2 separate regions of the Sus scrofa genome follow, and region 1 is linked to region 2. A link is a contact called in public Hi-C data. All regions are on one chromosome and are shown on one strand. The core of a region is the stretch at or near the end of the contact, and the rest is flanking DNA. Distances in the headings are between cores, read along the strand shown.

The links. Hi-C and Micro-C count contacts between places; a contact is called where the count stands out from the background.
Region 1: a contact with region 2 is called in a Hi-C map of omental adipose tissue, with 1.8 times the contacts expected there. The contact joins two enhancer-like sites. A contact is called at or near these places in 2 of 5 promoter capture datasets (fetal skeletal muscle and liver), 18 of 47 Hi-C or Micro-C datasets (alveolar macrophages, brain, embryonic fibroblasts and 9 more) and 1 of 2 datasets of contacts at active chromatin or transcription factors (skeletal muscle).

What each region holds. Positions count from the first base shown.
Region 1 is chr8:2,829,342-2,834,112 of Sscrofa11.1, reverse strand. No RefSeq gene overlaps it. Among named protein-coding and RNA genes, the nearest start is that of HTRA3, 12 kb to the right of the region's middle. Within about 2 kb of position 2,057, at least 4 of the 83 cell types and tissues checked have an H3K27ac peak or open chromatin away from gene starts, as enhancers often do. A contact at or near this core is called in omental adipose tissue, where this site is marked.
Region 2 is chr8:2,748,196-2,753,571 of Sscrofa11.1, reverse strand. It overlaps ACOX3 (peroxisomal acyl-coenzyme A oxidase 3), which reads right to left. Exons shown (of 20, transcript XR_002346548.1): 15 at 3,721-3,895; 16 at 2,729-2,796; 17 at 2,451-2,565; 18 at 1,854-2,130; 19 at 308-394. Among named protein-coding and RNA genes, the nearest start is that of ACOX3, 34 kb to the right of the region's middle. Within about 2 kb of position 3,596, at least 21 of the 83 cell types and tissues checked have an H3K27ac peak or open chromatin away from gene starts, as enhancers often do. A contact at or near this core is called in omental adipose tissue, where this site is marked.

The sequences.
Region 1 (4,771 bases), core at 808-3,307, 82 kb before region 2:
TTTTAAAAATCTCTGCAAAATCTTGGCTACTTCCTAAATTATCCGTCACAATATTTTACTACCAGAAGCAATCCGTAGCAAGAATAACATGAATAAGAACTGAGTTGCATCGTGAGAACACTTCTTTTTCCCATTTGAAAGAGAGGCAGAAATAGAGAGAGGGCCCATCGCCTCCCTCCCGGCCCGGGGCCGTGGCTGAGGGCTGGACACCGCCTGAGTGAGCCCTGTGTCAGCTCGTTGGGGGCGACAGCATCAGCCAGGCATTTCCCGAGGGTGCAGGGACAGGGAGCCCAGGAGGATGGGGACCCAGTGGGGTGACGCAGGATGTTGAGGAGCTGCAGCCGGAAGGCCGTGAGCGAGGCTGACTGAGCCCTGTCTGGGTGGCACTGCGGGGACCACCACGCCGGTCACCCTTGGCCCTGATCTCGGAGAGACCGCCGTGCGTGATGGCTTGAAGCCAGATCTGAATTCTCTGCTCAGGAGGGGAACCTGGGCAGCCTGGGTGAAAACCAGGCCTCCTGGCGACTAGCCAGCTGGAGGCTAGAAGCAGAATTGCCCTGCTTCTTGCTCCCTGTCGAAAGCAAGAATGTTTCCAGGAGACAAACGAGTATAAAAACAGGTACAACGTTTGATGTTAGGGACAGGACAACACGTGGGGGAGCGCACGGAGACGCGGTCTGGTCATCTAAGGCAGAAGCAGGACAGGGACACACACCCCAAAGAGGAGGGCGGGTGCCGGCGTCCCCCGGGATGAGAAGCGTGCCAGGGAGGTGACTTAAACTGCTTTCACAGCACAGCTCTTCCGGGTCTTGGTTGTCCTTTGCCCAGTCATCTCGTTTCGTTTCTCACACCTGACCGGACCCAGGCCGCGCACTGTGGCCAAGACGGATGCCAGAGCAAAGGATGCTGGTAACAGAGGATGCTGGCGCCCCCTCCCTCTTGACCCCTAGGAGACTCTCTGCGCATGTGTAGTTGGGGAGGTCTCCTTGACCCGGGGACGAATTGAAATGGTCATTGTATTTTTCTGCTGCTCCAAGAGAGTTCAGCTCCTGCCATTAACTTCCTCCCTGATGTGTCAGGGAAGCGGGGCCCAACATACGCGGCCTGACAAGTCCCAGCCGGTCTCAGCCCCGGGGCCCACCTCCCTCCTGCCTCGGCCCCACTGGGTGAGGCCAGCCGGGTCACTCTCATTTCCGGGTGAGGAGATGGCCTCTCGGACAGTCAGATGGTGGCTCCAGGCGGGGGGCTGGTGAGCAGCAGGGCTGTGAAGAGGCATCAGGCCTCAAGGACACTTTCCAACGCAGACTCTGGCCAATGGAGACGGGAAACCTGCCCTCTTTGCCTGTCTTGGTGTATGCAGTGGTGCCCAATAAATGTTCCTGGCCCCCACCTCCTCGAGGGCAGGGCTCCTGTCTGCTTTGTTCCTGTGCATCCAGCGGCTGGCCTGAGGGGGTGGCCCTTGGGGTGGTGGCCGTAGGGCTGCCGTGCTCTGAGCTGCGAGTTGGCATTGCCACCGAGCCACTGGCTGGCTCTCCATTCAGGCAGGCTTCACGCCCTCCCTGGGTCTCAGCCTCCCACCTGCACGCCAGAGGCAGCTGCCTTCCGAGATCCTGCCAAGCTCTGCTTCTCTGGTCTGTGGGGACAAAGCGAAAAGCTAGCCTTTGTCCCCGGGAGGCTGGCCTTCTGGGAGCCAGAAACAGGACGATAGGGGCTGATGCTGGTCATGGGGTGAGGCCCTTTATTGTTGGTAAAGGAGATTTGGGGTTTTAAATTGTGGTCCAATAGCCGTAACGTAAAATGAAGCCTTTCAATCATTTTTAGGCGGAGGGTTCAGGGGATCAAGTACATACAAGATGCTGAGCCACTGCCACCCGCCTCGGTCCCCGGGCTGAAGGTCACTGCACGGAGCCTGGCAGGACCGGGAAGGAGAGGATTGGGGACTGGGGGGGCCCCAGGAGCTGGAGAGGAGGCGGCCTGAGCGGCACCCTGGGGAAGCTCCCTGGCCTGGCCCAGCACTGAGCTCCAGCCTTAGTGGGAAGGGGGAGGGGGGCAGGCAGGGCCATGCCTCCAGGGTGAGGTCACCCAGGACAGGAGCCCAAGTGCTGTGTCTGCACAAAGTCCGGGAGGGCTGGGGGTGACGGAGCTGGCCAGGGAGGGGCGGGCACTGGGGCCTCACAGGGGCAGGGAACCGCGGGCCGTGGGGTGGAAATTATAGCGGACCCGCCACACTGGGTGCTTAGGTTAAAGGGGCAGTGTGTCTGCCACTCGAAGTGGCCCAAAAGTGCTGAGCCCAGAAGTTCCCATTTGGCTTAGCGGTAATGAGCCCAACTAGTCTCCACGAGGATGTAGATTCGATCCCTGGCCTGGCTCAGGGGGTTAAGGATCCGGCATTGCCATGAGCTGTGGTGTAGGTCGCAGATGTGGCTTGGATCTGGAGTTGCTGCGGCTGTGGTGTAGGCCGGCAGCTGCAGCTCCGATTTGACCCCTAACCTGGGAACTCTCACATGCTACGGGTGTGGCCCTAAAAAGACAAAAAAAAAAAAAGTGCTGAAGCCCAACACTGGCACTGCTGGGACACAGCCCTGCTGGGCACTGTCCTCTCTCAGCCCTGCCTGGCGCCTCCACCCACACCCTCCAAGGACACATGGCAGCTCACCCCCAGCCCCCCGGCAGCCCTCACTGGCTTGGAATCTTTGACCTGAGCCCATCTCTCCCTCCCACGTTTCCTGCAGGGCCCCTGCCCACCCTCCGGCCACAGAGAGCCACCTGTGGGCTCCTCCACAGAGTGGGAAGTTCAGGGTATGCTGAGCGCCAGCTGGCGGGGACATGCCTGCCCCCAGGGCCGCCCAGCTGGTCTGAGAGGCAGGACCTGCACCCAGTCCCAGGCTGCCCAGCCCCAGCCCCAAACGCTCTGCCCAGCATCTGGTCCTGGGAGACAGCCAGCCCACCACTGCGCCTGTGCCCTGAGAGCAGGCACCACCTCTGCCCCTTGGCTCTCTCGCCCAACATACAACAGCCACCCAACAGCCCACAGGCAGAGCACCGCCAAGTAGGAATATGCAGGTGTGCGTGGGGGTGGGGGATCCCTGCCCATCAGCCCAGTGACACTCGTCTGCCCCAGAGAAGAGGTTGCCTGCCCAGCCCCCATCCTGCATCCCTGTGGCACAGCTGAGCTGGACTTGGATCTGTGTGGAGATGGAGGGGTGTCCCTGTGCCTAGCGCACAAGGGGACACAGGGGTCAGAGCTGCACGGCTGCACCTCACCCTCAACAGACCAGAGAAGGTGTGTGTGTGTGTGTGCACAGGAGACGGAGAGACAGAGAGAGAGATACACACAGAGACAGAGGGAGATAGAGACACAGAGCTAGACAGAAAAACAAAGAGATCCACAAAGAGACAGAGACAGAGAGACACTCAGAGAGAGACAGAGATAGACAGAGACAGGGAAACACAGAGAGATAGAGAGATACACACGGAGAGACATACGGAGACACACAGACAGAGACAGAGAGGAACAGAGACACAGAGAGAGACACACACACACAGAGAGACTCAGATTTGCAGGGACTTCCTGAAGAATGGACACTAAGATCTGAGCACCCCCCTCCCTGCCAAGGAGGGGGAGGAAACCCCGAGGACAAATGAAGTCAGCCTGTCGTCTCCAGGGTGAGGGACTCAGAACTGCTGCAGCCGGCACAGCACATGGCAGGACCAACGACGGACAAGGTGCTGTCCGTGGGCTGGGGGCGGGAGGGGAGAGGGTGCAGGTCCCTTCAGTGGGGAGAGCAGAGCCATCATAGCCTTAAATAAATGATGCTGGGACCATCGCACCCACACGCAGAGGAGTGAAGCTGGGTCCCTACCTCACACCATACACAAACGTTAGCCCCGAATGGGTCACAGATCTAAACCTACGAGCTAAAGCTACAACACGGAGAAGAAAATACAGGGATACATCTGTGGCCTTGGGTGAAGCAAAGACTTCTTAGACGTGTCTCCCAACGTGCAAACAGCAAAAGAAAAAATAGACAAATTGGACTCATCAAAATTAAGTTCTTGTACTTTGAAGGATACCTGTAAAAAGAGAACCCACAGAATGGGGGAAAATATTTGCAAATCGTATATTTGATAAACGGATTTTATCCAGAATATATAAAGAACTCTTACAACCCAATAATAAAACCAAGACATGTAACCCAATTGAAAAACAGGCAAAGGATCCGAATAGACATTTCTCCTAGGAAAGCATCCGAGTGGCCAATAAGTACAAGAAAAGATGCCCAGCACCACCAGCCATTAGGGGAACGCAAATCAAAGCCACAACGAGGAGTAACCTGGGGGCTCAGCAGGTTAAGGATCCGGTGTTGTCACTGCTGTAGCTCGGGTCACGGTTGTGGTGCAGGTTCGAACCCTGGCTGGGGAACTTCCACCCCCTCCCCCCAAAAAAAGAACTGTAAAAAATCACAATGAGATACCACCTCATACCTAATAAGACAATTACACTAATTTCTTGTAAGACAGAAAATAACGAGTATCGACGAGGATGTGGAGAGATGGAGCCGTACACGCACAGCTGGTGGGAACATGAACTGGTGCCGTCACTTTGGAAAAGAGTCTGGCAGTTTCTCAAATAATTGAACATAGGATGCCACATGACCCAGCAGTCCCATCCCCAGGTGGGTGTGCCAGAGAACTGTGCCCGTATGTCCACACAAAACTTACATAGGAAGGTTCATAGCATTTTGCAGAATAACCAAAAAATGAAAACGAC
Region 2 (5,376 bases), core at 2,347-4,846:
GTGGGCTCGGGAGAGCGGGCAGGGCCCTGAGGTCGGCACAAGCTCCTGCTGACCACGGCAGCCCAGCCCAAGAGGGCAGTAACACCACCCCATCTCTCGGAGGAGGGCATGGGGGCCGGCTAGCCCACCCACGACCACCCCACTTCCCCAGCCTCTCCTCCCTGCTGCCCAGGCGAGACAAGGGGCTCCGAGCCAGGGCCTCATCTGGGGCTCTGCCACCCCGGCCGTCGGGACCCAGCACAGGCCCCCAGCTCACACTCCGGCTCGCGGTGCCCCCCACCGGCCACGGGAGGAGGCTGCCTCTTACCTCGCCATTGGCTCTGCCAATCGGTGAGTCCAGGATGAAGTCAGGGGGGGCCATCACATCCACCAGGGCAACAGAGTCGTCTTTCAGCTGTTAGAAAACAAGACCGTACCCGTGGCAACTCCCAGGATCTCCATGGCAACCACCGAGCAACAGAGCCTCCAACCCACTAGCAACGGCGACCCCAGGGGCGTGCGGCTCGGTTTCCAAAGCATCTTCTTCTCACTGGCCTGGATTCCAGATTCCCTGAGCGTCTGTCTGAATTTTTTCACCATGCTGCCATCCGCTCGGGGCTTCCAACGTCTGAATTTTTTTCAACAAGGTAGGGACTGCTCGTAAAAATGACAACCCTGCAGCTCAGCTGGCAACAGTCTTCAGAGCAATCCATCTCTGAACCCTGACTTATCTGGGCAGCGGCTGTTTCATTAGAGGAAAACACGTCCAGAAGGAATGAGAGAGAGACGAGGCCCTAGGAGCACCTGGAAAGGCCATCATTCGAAGGCGCTTTGGTTCGCAGGAGTTTTATGGCTCTTTCGTTTCCATTATACAAACTATTCTTCAATATGACAAATGGAATTTATGAGGAGACTCCCAAGAATTTTCTTGAAATGCAAAAAAAAAAAAAAAAAAATGTTTTTCTTAAAATAATTGTGAGACGCCATGGCTGTAGTGACCAGAACCATGGCACAGGGGCGACTGGAACCATGTAGGTGAAAGCCATCGGGGAGCAGAGTCACAAACCCACAAGAACAGAGGAAGGGTGCCCAGCGCCGGGGTTCGGAGGCTGTTCCTCCAGGCGGGGGCGGTCCTGGTTGGGGGGTGTGGGAAGGGCCGTGCCTGCCCCCCCTTAGGTGGAAATGGCAGCAGAGCAAAACGAGACCAGGCGTTGGCCAGTGTTTACTGGGAGGGGCCACAGGAAACAGCCTGGCCTCGTGGGCCACTGAGGGGCCATCGCATGCTCACCTCCTCCGAGACGGCACTGACGCCCCCAGAACAAGGTGCAGGGAACAGCTGGGCCAGGAGAGGAGTCGGAGCCCTCTACCCGGTGGCCCCGCCTCCCCGAGTCAGGACGAGGACCTGGATCCACACACGTCCTCCCAGCCCGTCACCTCCCAGCGCCTCCAGATCCAGGGGGCGGGAGGTGCGTTTACGAGCAACGGAAACGGTGTTCCTTCGGGGCTCAGCGGTGAATGAACCTGACTAGGAACCATGAGGTTGCAGGTTCAATCCCTGGCCTCGCTCAGTGGGTTAAGGATCTGGGGTGGCCGTGAGCTGTGGTGTAGGTCGCAGACGAGGCTCGGATCCTGCGCTGCTGTGGCTGTGCCTTGGATCGGATAGGCAGCTGTAGCTCCGACTTGACCCCTAGCCTGGGAACTTCCACACGCCACAGGTGCAGGCCTAAAAAGTGGGGGGGGGGGGAAGGACGGAAACAAGTGCTGGGTTTCTCATAAAGGCAACTGGCCACCGTGGAACACATGGTGTTTCGTCCCTGGTTTCACTTTAAGTAAGCCCGGCCGCGATGCGCCAACGCAGCCTCAGGTACACTTACGTGGAGCCCATGTGGAGACAGACGGGCGCTCGGGAAAGGAGCCCTCAGAGAGGCTGAGCTACAATCAGAAAGCCATTGTCCCCAGCACGGGAGAGCACTGACGGGCCTGTCACCATCGTGATACAATGCTGGGGGCTCTGACTCTCATCTTCCCATCAAAAGTCAAGCCTCCAGGAGTCCCCTGGTGGCCCACTGGGTTAAGGATCTGGCATCACTGCCTCAGCTCAGGTCCCTGCTGCGGCGCAGTTTGATCCCTGGCCCGGGGGACTTCTGCATGCTGTGGGTGTGGGGGAAAAAAAAGGGAAGCTTCAGCTGCAGTGCCGGATACGGCAGCCAAGACACGTGTGACAGTTTAATGGTAAAGAAAACTAAGACTCCTCAGTCACCCCGCCACGGTGCCCCTGCCAACAGCCCCTCCTCAGTCGCCCACCACGATGCCACTGCCAACAGCCCTGGAGGCCAGTGGTGGCCGCACGGGACAGCCCAGCCCCGTAGAAAGTCCCGGAGGCAGGGTGCCACCAGGACACAGCGTGGGGCTGGGCCGTCCGACTTTTTGGGGTAACCAAGTGAGGAGGATGCGATAAAAAAGTGAAATACCAGGAAATGGACCTAAGTTGGAGGCTGACTTGAAATGCTCGAATCATCCACAGCCCTGAGGGAGCAGAGAGTGAAAGTGTGCAGACGCTGGGACAGTCCCCGAAAGGGACCCTTCCTGAAATTTTTGACAAGAGCACATTCCCCTGTCACGTTCCCGTCTCCGCTCACCGTGGCGGGCCCAGGAGCGAGCAGGAAGCCAAGGCCAGGGAACACCAACGCGCAGGCGACACGGAGGAACAGACGAATAATCCCAGACGATGCGAGGGATGACAACTCACCTGGGCACACAGGGTCAGGATGGCGTTCTCCACCATTTTACCCGCTTGCTCCCCAGAAAAGTAGCCACCTGGAAGCAGAGCGTCAGTGACCCTGGGGTCTGGTCCCTCACCCCCAAATCACCCACAAACAGCAACATCCTGCAACAGCTTATCTGAAAAGGCCCATTTTGTGTGAAACTGTCTGGCTACCGCTGCCGGAGCCCCACTGAGCCCCCTTGGCTGCCCAGCCCCTTCCTGCCGCTTCACTGACACAGGCTGGGAGGTCAGGGCTGGGAGCTAGGGACGCAGAGGCCCCGGGGCCCAGGCGTAGGGAAGGGTGCCTGCGGGGCGCCCACAGTGGGGGGGGCTCGGCAGAGGCGGGGGGCGGGGCTCGGCAGAGGCGGGGGGCGTGGCTAGGCAGAGGTGGGGGCGGGCGGGGGCGGGGCTCCCTCCAGAGGAGGAGCCGGGACAGCAGGGCCCTGGGCGGCTGGGCTGGGGAGCAGCACGGAGCTACTTCCTCTGCCTGCCGGGAGCCCTCGGCAAACCAGCCCCAGGGCTACACGTGGGTTCTTGGCAAAGGGGAAGGGAAACAACTCCCCCACACAAGCCAGATACACACACCGGAAGTGGACAGATACACAGAAGAGCTGGCGTGGGAACACGTCATGGGGGCAGGAAGAAACTGTCTCAAAAGGCTTCTTGGGGGCTAATAAGTTAAACAAAGGTTCATTAAATAAAGACTGAGACACCAAGGCCTACCCTCTTCCCACTCATCTTCCAGGAATCGGCCTACTCATCACCTCCTCCAGGAAGCCCTCCCCCGGGGGCCCCCTGTCTGGGCACTGCTGGGGGGGCGCCCCGGCAGCCTGGGCTCAGCCCTCTGGGCGCCCTCCTGACACTGCTCAGAGGTCCCGGGTTCGACGGCCCGAGGCTCACTCGGCTCAGCAGCCGGGCCGGAAGGGGCGCCACGCCAGGAAGAGCAGAGCCTCCCGGGGAAAGGGCCGGGGGCTCACCGCGGTAGAGCAGGGCCGTGTGCTGGTTCAGGGACCACAGGGCGTAGAGGGCGCTGAGCCGCCGGAGCACCGGCTGCAGCGGGGGCGGCACGTGGGGCTGGTGCGTGAACTGGTGGAACATTCGCACGACCGTGAGCTCCAGGTACGCCAGGGCCAGGGAGCGGCAGTAGTACACCTTCAACAGAGCACAGGGGACCGTCACGGCGCCCCTCGGGGACACAGGCATCCAGACGCACCCAGGCCTGCGGGCCAGGGACTCCAAGCGAGGCAGGGACAGCACCCGAGGAAGCACAGGGGACGGCCTGCAGGAGAACACGCCCTGGCCGCAGCCACGCGGGACCGCAGGGCCCAGCCACCAGGCTCGGCTTCGACCCGTCTGGACGCGCGAGGTGGCCCGGCAGCAAGGGCACAGACAGAGCGGCTGGCGCCCCAGGGGGTGAGTAGGCACAAGGTCAGTTTTATTCTGCACCCCGTCCCCGAACAGGCGCTTGGGACGGCTCCCGTGACCCTGAAAGGGACGCCCCGCTCCCCACGTTTCTAGCAAAGCAGCGGTTCTCCCCGGCTCACTGCGCACCCGGAAACCAGAGGGAAGGGCTGAGCGGGCACCAAGAAGTGAGGCCGCTCCCGGCGGAGGCCTCGCGCGCGCCCGGATGCTGGCTCCGTCTGTGGGAGCAGGAAGCCGTCACGGATCTTTGGTCCCGATTTTTTCTTTGTTAACCAACATCCAAAACGCCTGCAGCCAGTCGCTGTGCTTGTCAGCTTTTCTTTCCCTGCCTCTGATTTTCCGCTTTGCCAGTTTCTCATTAGAACAGTTACATATGCAGGGCTGATCTGTTGCCATGAAAATGTGTGGCCTTTGAAACTAAAAAATAACCCAGGACGGTGGTGTCGGGGCCGGGGAGGGAGAAGCCCCATCCAGGGCCCCATGACTCTGCCCCAAAACACCAGCCAGAATCCGGAGAGCAGGGCCGGCGGGCGCCCCGGGGGAGGCAGGGAGGCCCCCCACCCAGGGGGTGCGTCTGATGGCAAGGCCTGCGCTGGACTTCCAGAGCAAACTCGGGCCCTCTGAGGCCTAGGCTCTCGGAGGGCCTGCCAGAGACCCTGCGGCCTCAGGAGAAAAGCCAGGGGGCAGGCTGCCTCCCAGCCTTGTGCCAGTCTGGCGGGTCCAATCCCAGACGCTGCTGGGCTTCTGATGCCACCAGGGCACCTGTCCTGTGTCCCTGCGCAAGGTCCTGCCTGGGGCCCTCAGAGCGGCCTCGCCCCCTCCCTCTCACACACACAGTGGTGTGTGTGCCCTTGGCTTTGGAGGGTGAGAGCCGGGGACAGGGGGGTCATGGGAGGAGGAAGGCAGGAGGGAGCACCCCCGGGCCAGGCTCTAAGCTGAGAGCCCTCAATGCGTCGCTTTGATCCCTGGACCCCAGGGATAAAACAAGTCACACAGCCGATAAGTCACACCCCAGACAGGCTGGCCCTGGTGTGCGCCCCGACCTACTCAACAGCAGCACGCCATCACGGCGAACCCTGGCGACACCCCCAGATGTGCTCAGGCGCTGCAGGCTCGGAACTGACACCACACTCTCCATACTCCTACTCTCTCCTTTTTAACCACAGGGACTTTTCAGGATTAAATCACACTGCCTTCATCTCCTTTTTCCA